2 separate regions of the Anas platyrhynchos genome follow, and region 2 is linked to region 1. Evidence: chromatin contacts called from public Hi-C data. All regions are on one chromosome and are shown on one strand. Each heading gives the region's core, a stretch centred on a gene start, on an enhancer-like site or on the middle of the called end of the contact. The rest is flanking DNA. Distances are from core to core; before and after follow the strand shown. Region 1 overlaps LOC101801341 (sulfotransferase 6B1). Region 2 holds the start of ST8SIA1 (ST8 alpha-N-acetyl-neuraminide alpha-2,8-sialyltransferase 1).

Region 1 (4,059 bases), core at 748-3,247:
TAAAAGACAGAGTTGAAAATGTGGGAGGGGACATTGAACAGCCTCTTGAAGACAGTGGAAATTAAGGATCGCCGGGCTGCTTGGTGAGGTTCCTGTGAATGTGAGTTCAATGCCATCCTTATGATGCACGTGTGTGGTAAGCATATGATCCTGGGAAAGAGGAGTTGTCTTTACTTGGATAGCATGCCCTACTCAGGGAAACATACTTTTATATGTCCCAGTGCCAGTGCCTCCACAGGAGAAGGTGCTGCTTCGGGAAGAGCTGGTGGCCCTTGTGTACCCCATCTGTGCTGTATTTCAGGGGCTGCCAAGTGCTTTGGAACAATTTAGAATGAAAAGTCATTATTATTTTCCAGACATTACTAGGAGGATGAGAGAAGCACCTGGTTCTTACTATATAACAAACAGTGATACATACTGCAGGCTGGGTGCCATAGCTTCACATGCCTTGCTCTGCAGCCGAGATATATCTTTTAATAGAATATGCTTTTGCAACTCCCTGGAGTCCTGCTGTTCACTTATTTGATTTGTTTTTGTCTCTCATTTCTCTCTCTTTTTCTTTTAATGTCTCAAGACCTACTTAAAAGAGAGAGGAGTTTTTGTTGATTTCCTTTCTAGAACAAGCTGACAATCCTGTATACCAAGACATTCCCCTGCACAGGTATTCTTACTCTTTGAGTCTCTTTTGGTTCATTATGTGTTGTTTGGGAGGAGGTCTGAAATAAGATGTGATAATTCCCTGACTTTCATCCCACAATACAGGTGTTGACACTGAGGCATTCACCAGCACATGTAGCCTACCCCTACTGGCAATGTTTTGCTGGGCTATCTGGGGTCCCTTTTTACCTCCATCGTGCAGCAGTGCACAATGAAATAATTCCTGTAGCCATTCCAGATGGCATTTTCAAGCCTTAGATTGTGATCTGCAGGGAGGTGGGATCTTCCCCTCTCCTGTCACTGATGTTGAAAGTCTCTGCCTTGCATGTTTCTGCATGGCTAAATTAGCAGATCCCTCCACACTCAAGCAGGGCCAGCCAACCCCAACATCCCTGCCTCTTTCTGCACCCCTTGGACAGAGGTAATTTTTGATTTGGCAAAGCATTAAATTTTCTGACTTAGAAATCTGTGAAGAAATTGGAGTGTCAGCAGGTAATTTTATAGCTCTTGGGTTTCTTTCTGCAGCTGTAAATAGCAGAAGAGGCAGACCAGGATTTGTCCCCTCTGAGGATTCTAAATCCTCAAGTGATAAAAGTCAAGACTGTAAATCCTACCTGTATGTATTTTCAGCTAATACTGAAAAACAGATTAAACCAGTAAGAGAAATCTAACAAGCAGAACCCTCTGGACAAAATGTGGTATTGTACATTGACTAGGAAAGCTTGCAGAAATTTTTACTTTTTATAACTTCAGTGATAGAATAACTTAGGAGTGGTATTTATTAAAATAGTGATCTTCTAGATGCTCTGTTCCAGAACAATAAATCAACCAGCGTATCAATCTAACACATTTTTGAGAATCGACTGACAAGTCAAGAACTTGGGTACCTTACTTTCCCTATAAGGGAGAAATAAATATTCTAAGAGGTCTGGAAAAGGGTTGACTAGTTTTAATGTATTGAACCAATTGCTTTTAGAGGTCACCTCCTGTGTGTGTGAAAACAGTTGGACTGTGCCACTGTGTTCACTTGACACATCATCTGTATTGTTTTCCTTTCGTGCCTGCAAACAGGAAAGTACCAAAAGTGCTGACCTGAGAGCTGACAGTATCTGACTTGATCAAAGAGCAAGAATGCGGCAGGCCCACACGGCCCTTTGAGGGAGGGGAGGCCTCTGTGGAAAAGAACTGTATCAGGAGGACCACAAGCAGCCCTTGTGCACACCGGAAACGTGGTGGCCATGTACATCTTAGGCATGACCCCTGTTGACTGCTCACCTACATCAGGAAGGAGCTGATGTCATGATCATTCCTCACCCTCCCCTGCACCTTAACCCTCACTGAGAGCTTTTCTGAAAGAGAAGACAAATCTCCTGACTAAATCCCACAACCTTATTAGGATGGATGTTACTTATGTGTTACTAATGAGAAAATTATCCAGAGAAGGAAGATAATGTGTCGGGTTTGTCTGAGCCACAGTGAAAACCAAGGTCACAGCTGAAATAAAAATATAGTCTCAGTTTACATGCCACATTCATTAGCGTGAAACACATAAACTCAGCAACTGAAAGCAAACCAAATACCTGTTTATGGAGTGTGCTCTTCTGCTTTCCTGTGCTACTCTGTAGATTAGTTGCAGGAAAGCCTCACCAAGTATTTCCTCCAGAGCCACAGAAATAGTCTTCATACTTCTTGTCTCAGAAACTGTGGTCATACGAGAGCAGATAGTAGTGTCATCAGAGGTAGAGGCTGTGTGCAAGTATTGTGAGCAGCAATTCTAGCTCTGCTGGCTCTGCTGGTGACACATCAGCTTTGGTAGAGGAAAAAGGTCAACTATAATTTTCTCTCTGGCCAGTCTCTTTGTAGCAGACATTACAGAATAGATCAGTGCTCTTATTCTCTCAGTGCCACGGTTTACACCCTACTTGAATTCCTGATTTGCTGCCTACCAAAAAGCTGAATTTAAGCACTCTTTTTTTTTTTTTTTTTTAAACATCTTCAGGGGTCCGAACCTCTTGAGTGTTCTCAACAGCCTGTGTTGGGTTGGATCCCTGCCTGTCCAGGACTTCTGCATAAGGCACTAGGAACATCTGAGATCTCTGCCAGGGAAATTGGCAATGAGCACTGAAAGATCCTGCTGTCCTATTGCGATGCTTTGTTTAAAATTGGTCTGTAATGGCCTTCATCATGTGGAGATCATCCCCTGGGAGCTTAGAACATGATGCTCCCCAGCCTTGTCCTGGTTGTACAATGGAGAAATGATACACAGTTGAGAGGCACTGCTCAGGCAGTATCCTGTTCCCAGTGTTGTATCCCTGGTGCCAATTTTAGTCTTTTACAGTGCTCAAAAAAAACAACCAACCAACCAATAAAAAAACGGTTAGGAAACCAACAGGAAACCTGTGAGTTTACTATTTCCAATACTATAATGGGTAACTTTTCCCTTCAGAAAGAAACCTGAAGGAAAGAACGGCTTAATTAAGGTATAGCAATTATTTGAGGCAATACCAGTTTTAGCCACGGAACCTTTGGAAGGCATCACAGTAGGTATTACATGATATCTTATATTATCATGTTATGATCTCAGTCCTAGCTGACGGGTTGAAGGAACCATAAACCCTACCTTAGTATGATGGTTTTTATTTTTATTGTTATTATATATATATATATTTGTATTTTTAAAGATGGTCTGTCAATGAGAGTAACAATAATTCTTGGAAATATATGTGGTGATGAAATAATTTCACTGATAATGTTGTGCACCTCATTTTAACTCTGAAGTTATCTGACTTCATGGATTTCATGATCATTGGATCTTCTGCCACCTGCTAGGTTGAAGAAATCAGGATCTCTGCCTGCCTGTAAGGTTGAAGAAAGCTATATTTGTACTTATTTGCCTCTACATAAATATATGCAGACCTATGATCGGTATTCTCCTACTGCCTGATTAAATTTAAATTTGAGCTCCTCAACAGCATCTGCAGTATGTATTGTAGTCCTTTAACAACTCAAGATAGCTTTTTCTCAGCCTTTTACTTTTTCAAAAGCTTTCTTGAAATGTGGGCAGCAAAGCAGCTTGTAGTATTCCTAAATCATTTGTCCCAGTACTAAATGCAGATTTAATAAAGTATGAACCATCATTGTCTGGATTTTATCCTAACAGAAGGTTATATTTTAATTACATCAATTCATGAAGAAGTTTTTACTTCCTTCTTCATAGGGCTTATTAAATCATTTCATATACTGAGAGTCTAATATTCTTATAGATCTCAAATGTCACATCAACTTTAATGGGTGTGTTTAGATTGCAGTGCTGTTCCACAGACTACGCCTAGGCCTCAAAACATGATCAAAACTTTATTAAGTTAAAATGTAGTCAGTTACTCTAAGCAGGCTTCTTTTTGC
Region 2 (4,450 bases), core at 1,616-4,115, 160 kb before region 1:
AGATGTTAGTTTTTCAAAATATATCAGTTAAAGGAATGCAAAGAAATCAGAATGTTCAAAGGTGACATCATACAAAAGCTGACCTAAAATAACATGTAGAACAGATGATGATTTCGGAACATTTTGCTGTTGAACATTTGGCCAAAACACATATAAAATGAGCAAAGAACATTTATAGTAGTGGGGAATAAGGGCTGCCATTATACACTAAATACCAATGTTTTTTTCAGCTCCCTTCTTCCTTAGGAAAAAAAATAAATCCATTCTTCACATAGACTCTACTAATGGAGCATGAAATACTTGCAGAACTGACAGCAGTGCATAGAGTGAGGTATTTCAGTCAGGTGGTAACTGAGTGCATTTGGAAGATAACAGATTTATCTTGTAGGTATATGACACGATAGCATTTTCATAGAAAGGGTGGTATAGCCTAAAGGCTGATTCCAATGCAACTGCTCTGCTAAAATCTGCAGAGCAGAAAATGAGTGGAGTGTTGAAGTGGAGGGGTAAAGCCCTGTCATTTTGGAAATGAGAGGGCTTCAAAGGGAGCAAAGAAAAGGCACCAAAGGATATGTGTAGGAATTTCTAAATGAAAGCACTTAAAAACTGGATTTTTGAACAGAGGCAGCTCTATTCTTGATATGTGCTTTGGGTTGGGGGTAAGGGAAAAAGGAGCTGCTCAGAAAAGGTCTTTACCCTGCTCTCTTGAGCACGGCTTTCTCAGATACAGCAGCAGCATTAAGTAACAGCAGAGTTTCAGCTCCACCCGCAGGGGCAGAAAAGAAAATGCAAAGCCATCAGATGAGTACAGCTAGCTTAGGGATGTTGTGAATGAGTCTGCATGGCTGTACGGTTTGCATTGTTGTGGCAAATAAACAGGCAATAGAAAACTAGAAGAGAGGTCTGCTGATGGATTTTACAGTGAACCCAGGAAAATCATAACACTGTTTTCCTTCTGATCTGTGGATAGTAACACTATTTCTTCTTAATGTTCAAAATGCTCGTTATTCACTGGTCTCACCCATTGCTTTTTCTCTATGTTTCTTTCTGAAGGCATCTATCTCTCTCGCTATATATTTGTCTTTTCCTGTATTAGGCCCGCTTATGAACTTCATCCAGAATAATTAGCCTTTGTGCTTGTAGATCTTACCTGGGACCCAAAGAATGAAGATGAGAACAAATCTCACTATTGAAATTCTCACTAATGTGGAGTACAGCAGAGAGGATAGTTCCATCTTTTGGCTTTGATTTAAAGGCATGGATTGTCAATTACTACATCTTCACAATGATTGCAAACTGCCATTGAGGTGGTTAAGACTGTTTGCTTGAAAGCAAGATTAATGTTTAGCAGTTTATTCTCCACCTGAAATCATTACCCACAATGTAAAGCATCAGTACACTTCTCTTCAGGGCTTACTGAAAGAAGGTAAGGAAAGAAGAAATTTCTACCTGTATAATAACAGAATGAGGCCAGACATTTTCAGTTCTTTGTGCCATGTCAGCAACAACATAACAGGCTCTGCCTCATCTCTGTCTTGGTACATCTGGCTCCTTGTGTGCTGTAGGCAGGAAACGATGAAGGAGTTAACAGCCATTGCACTAGACAGACTGTGGACTGTTATAAATTCAGTGAACAGCCTGGGGGCTTGAGGCTGAAAGATAATAAGGAAAAAGAAAAAAAAAAAAAAAAAAAGAAAGGAAAAATAAGGCGAAAGGCTTAGGAATACCTTATAGGTTCACACATAAAAAATATCCCCCAATCCTGCATCTAATTGTGTAAGTGATAATTGTGTAAGTAATAATCCTTTATTAAGGAAATGATCCCTCCCTACTCTACTTAAGGAGGGACTGCGTTAACGAAGAAATTAGCAAATAACTGCATCTATTTAATTTCTACTTACTTCATTGCATCCAGTTTGGACAGTGAAATAATAAGCCATTTCTACTTTCTCTTTGTTCCTTTTTCCACTTTTGGTTTCCTAAGTGACATCAAGACTCAGGCTTGTCCCTCTTTTTGACTAAAGGTGAGCAATGAGGCAGAATTTAATCCGGAGTGCATGGTTTTGCACATTTACACAAAAATGCACACAGTTTTGCATGTTTTTAATAATTTTTACTTTTGATAAGTCTAGCTAACTACATTTTGAATAAGTCTCCCTAAAGATCACAGAATCATAAAGGTTGGAGAAGACTCCAAGATCACCCAGTCCAACCAATATCCACTACCAATATCAACCACTAAACCCCTAAGCGCCAGGTGCCAGGTCCAACCTTTCCTTGAACATCCCCAGGGATGGATCGATTAGTTCTGTTTGGTTTTAGTAGAGTTGATCGGACAGTTTTATGCTACCGTCGACAAAGAGCTTCCTCACCAAAAAAGCAAGTTTACTTAGGGAGGATGCAAACACCTGTCCTGCTCGGAAGGGATTTGCCAGGTGTTGGCCAGGGACACAGTGCTCTATTTCTTTTCCCACTTGCTCTAGACAGCTGTGCTGTGTAAGGCGTTAGTGCAAACAACATCTATACCGCAGTGACAGGTCTCGGACAAGAGAGGCTGTGAATGTCCCCCCGCATCCCTGCATCTCCCGAGTTACAGCGCCGTGGCTACACGCGGACATGACGGCGCTGCCAGCCGGCGCCCGCTCCCCTCTCACACGGGCCGCTCCCGGCGGGCTCTGTCACCCAGCGCCCCCAGCACCGCCGGCTCAGCCTCGGGGGCCACCTCTTCCCTCCCAGCCGCCGCCCCGAGCCGGGGGCTGCTCCGCGGCAGCCGGCTCCCGGCCGTGTGGCGGGCAGGCCCCGCGGGCAGCAGATGGCCGCCAGGGCGCGCTGCGGGGCCGGCCCCCGGCGGAGCGCGGCTGCCGGGCGGTGCGGCGGCTCCCGGGGGAGGAGGCCGGGCTGCGGGGGGCTCGGCGGCGGCTCCTCAGCCCCGCGCAGGGGCCGGGAGCTGCCTCGGCCCCGGTGCGAGCGGAAGGAAGCCCCGGCGCGGGGCCGAGCGAGGGAAGGGTCCGGGGTGGAAATTTACCGGGGCGGCCCGCGGTAAAGAGAGCGGGCGGGAGGCGGAGGGAGGGGAGCATCGCCTCGCCTCGCCTCGCCTGGCGGGCAGAGCGGGGGACCAAATGCCCGTGAGGAGGGGCGGCAGCAGCCACCGCCGGGAGAGGAGGCAGCCGCGGCGCAGCCCCCGGGAGGAGCCCGGCCGGGATGCCATGGCCGCGGGCAGCGGGCGCCGGCCGGCCCGCCGGGCGTAGGGCGGCGGGGCTGGGCGGCCCCCGCACGGCGAGGGCCTGATGCAGGAGCGCAGCCCGGCGCCGCGGCGGCGCTGCGGGAGGAGGAGGAGGAGGATGGCGGGGCTGGCGTGGAAGTGGCCGCGCACCCGCCTGCCCGTGGGGGCCAGCGCCCTGGGCGTCTTCGTCCTCTGCTGGCTCTACGTCTTCCCCGTCTACCGGCTGCCCGACGAGAAGGAGATCGTGCAGGGGGTGCTGCTGCAGCAGGGCAAGGCGTGGAGGAGGAACCACACTGCAGTCGCCGGCTTCAGGTACCGCCGGCTCAAGGGCGGCCGGGGACGGGCAGCCCCTCGCCGCCCCAAACTTGGCGCCGTCCCTCCGCTCCTGCCGCCCCCTGCCCGGCCCCGACCCCTCCTGCCCCGCCAAACTTTCGTGGGGGGCTCGCCCCGGGCCGAGCGGCCGAAGGGCCGGGCTGCAGCCGGGTGCCCCTGCGGCAGGGAGGGCTTCCCGGGCGCCCCCGGCCTGAAAGGGGGCGCGGAGGAGATTTGCCTTCCCCCAAAACCCGCTCGAGCGGCTGGGTGAAATGCAGACAGCCCGGGGGTTTCCCTTCCCCTCCCCGCCAGGTGGGAAGCTGGGTTTTCTCCCTGTCCTTTGAGCTGCAGGCGAAAGGTCGGGGTTAGTGGTAGCCAGACTACCTGCAAAAAGGCTCCCTTGCTTTTGTAAATGCCGGAGTGAATCAGATCCCAGTTCCTAGGGGCTTCTGTTCTGGTGCACGGCGCTACTTGGTGTTCTTCGTTGTTTTGCGAATGCAGCTCAACTTGTTTGCTGTGAACTGGAGCCGGCGTGTGATTGCTTAGTATCTTGTCCGCTGGGATAGCAGAAACTTTGCAGCTCTTCAAAAGCACACCCTTCAGCACCTGGAGCTTGCAGAAAATAAAAGCAATGAGAGATGTTAAATTGGTTTGTGTTAATAGAAGCTAGGCCTGAAAGAAGTCCTCCCTTAGATACAGAGCTAGCAAAAAGGTTCTGATGTAGAATCCTTGTTCTAGAGCACAGGGTAGAAAACTGGAAGACACTGGGTTGGTCTCAGTTATTAATTTATCTTAATTCTTTTGTGCCGCAGATTTACATTTTTAGGTAGATTAATCATTTAAAAAAAAAATTACTCTGATAGGTGATACAAGGGAGAGCTCGATGCATTGTTTTTCATGTTTGTAAGCCAAATG

Evidence for each region. A called contact is a pair of places that touch in the nucleus more often than the background predicts.
Region 2: a Hi-C map of subcutaneous adipose tissue shows a contact between it and region 1, with 2.5 times the contacts expected there. The contact joins the promoter of ST8SIA1 here to the enhancer-like site in region 1. A contact is called at or near these places in 4 of 8 Hi-C or Micro-C datasets (liver, skeletal muscle and subcutaneous adipose tissue).

What each region holds. Positions count from the first base shown.
Region 1 is chr1:76,220,634-76,224,692 of IASCAAS_PekinDuck_T2T, reverse strand. All of the region lies in intron 1 of LOC101801341 (sulfotransferase 6B1), which reads left to right. Among named protein-coding and RNA genes, the nearest start is that of CMAS, 100 kb to the right of the region's middle. Within about 2 kb of position 1,997, at least 3 of the 8 cell types and tissues checked have an H3K27ac peak or open chromatin away from gene starts, as enhancers often do.
Region 2 is chr1:76,383,086-76,387,535 of IASCAAS_PekinDuck_T2T, reverse strand. ST8SIA1 (ST8 alpha-N-acetyl-neuraminide alpha-2,8-sialyltransferase 1) reads left to right here and starts at 2,865. Exons shown (of 5, transcript XM_027449991.3): 1 at 2,865-3,535. The coding sequence starts at 3,288.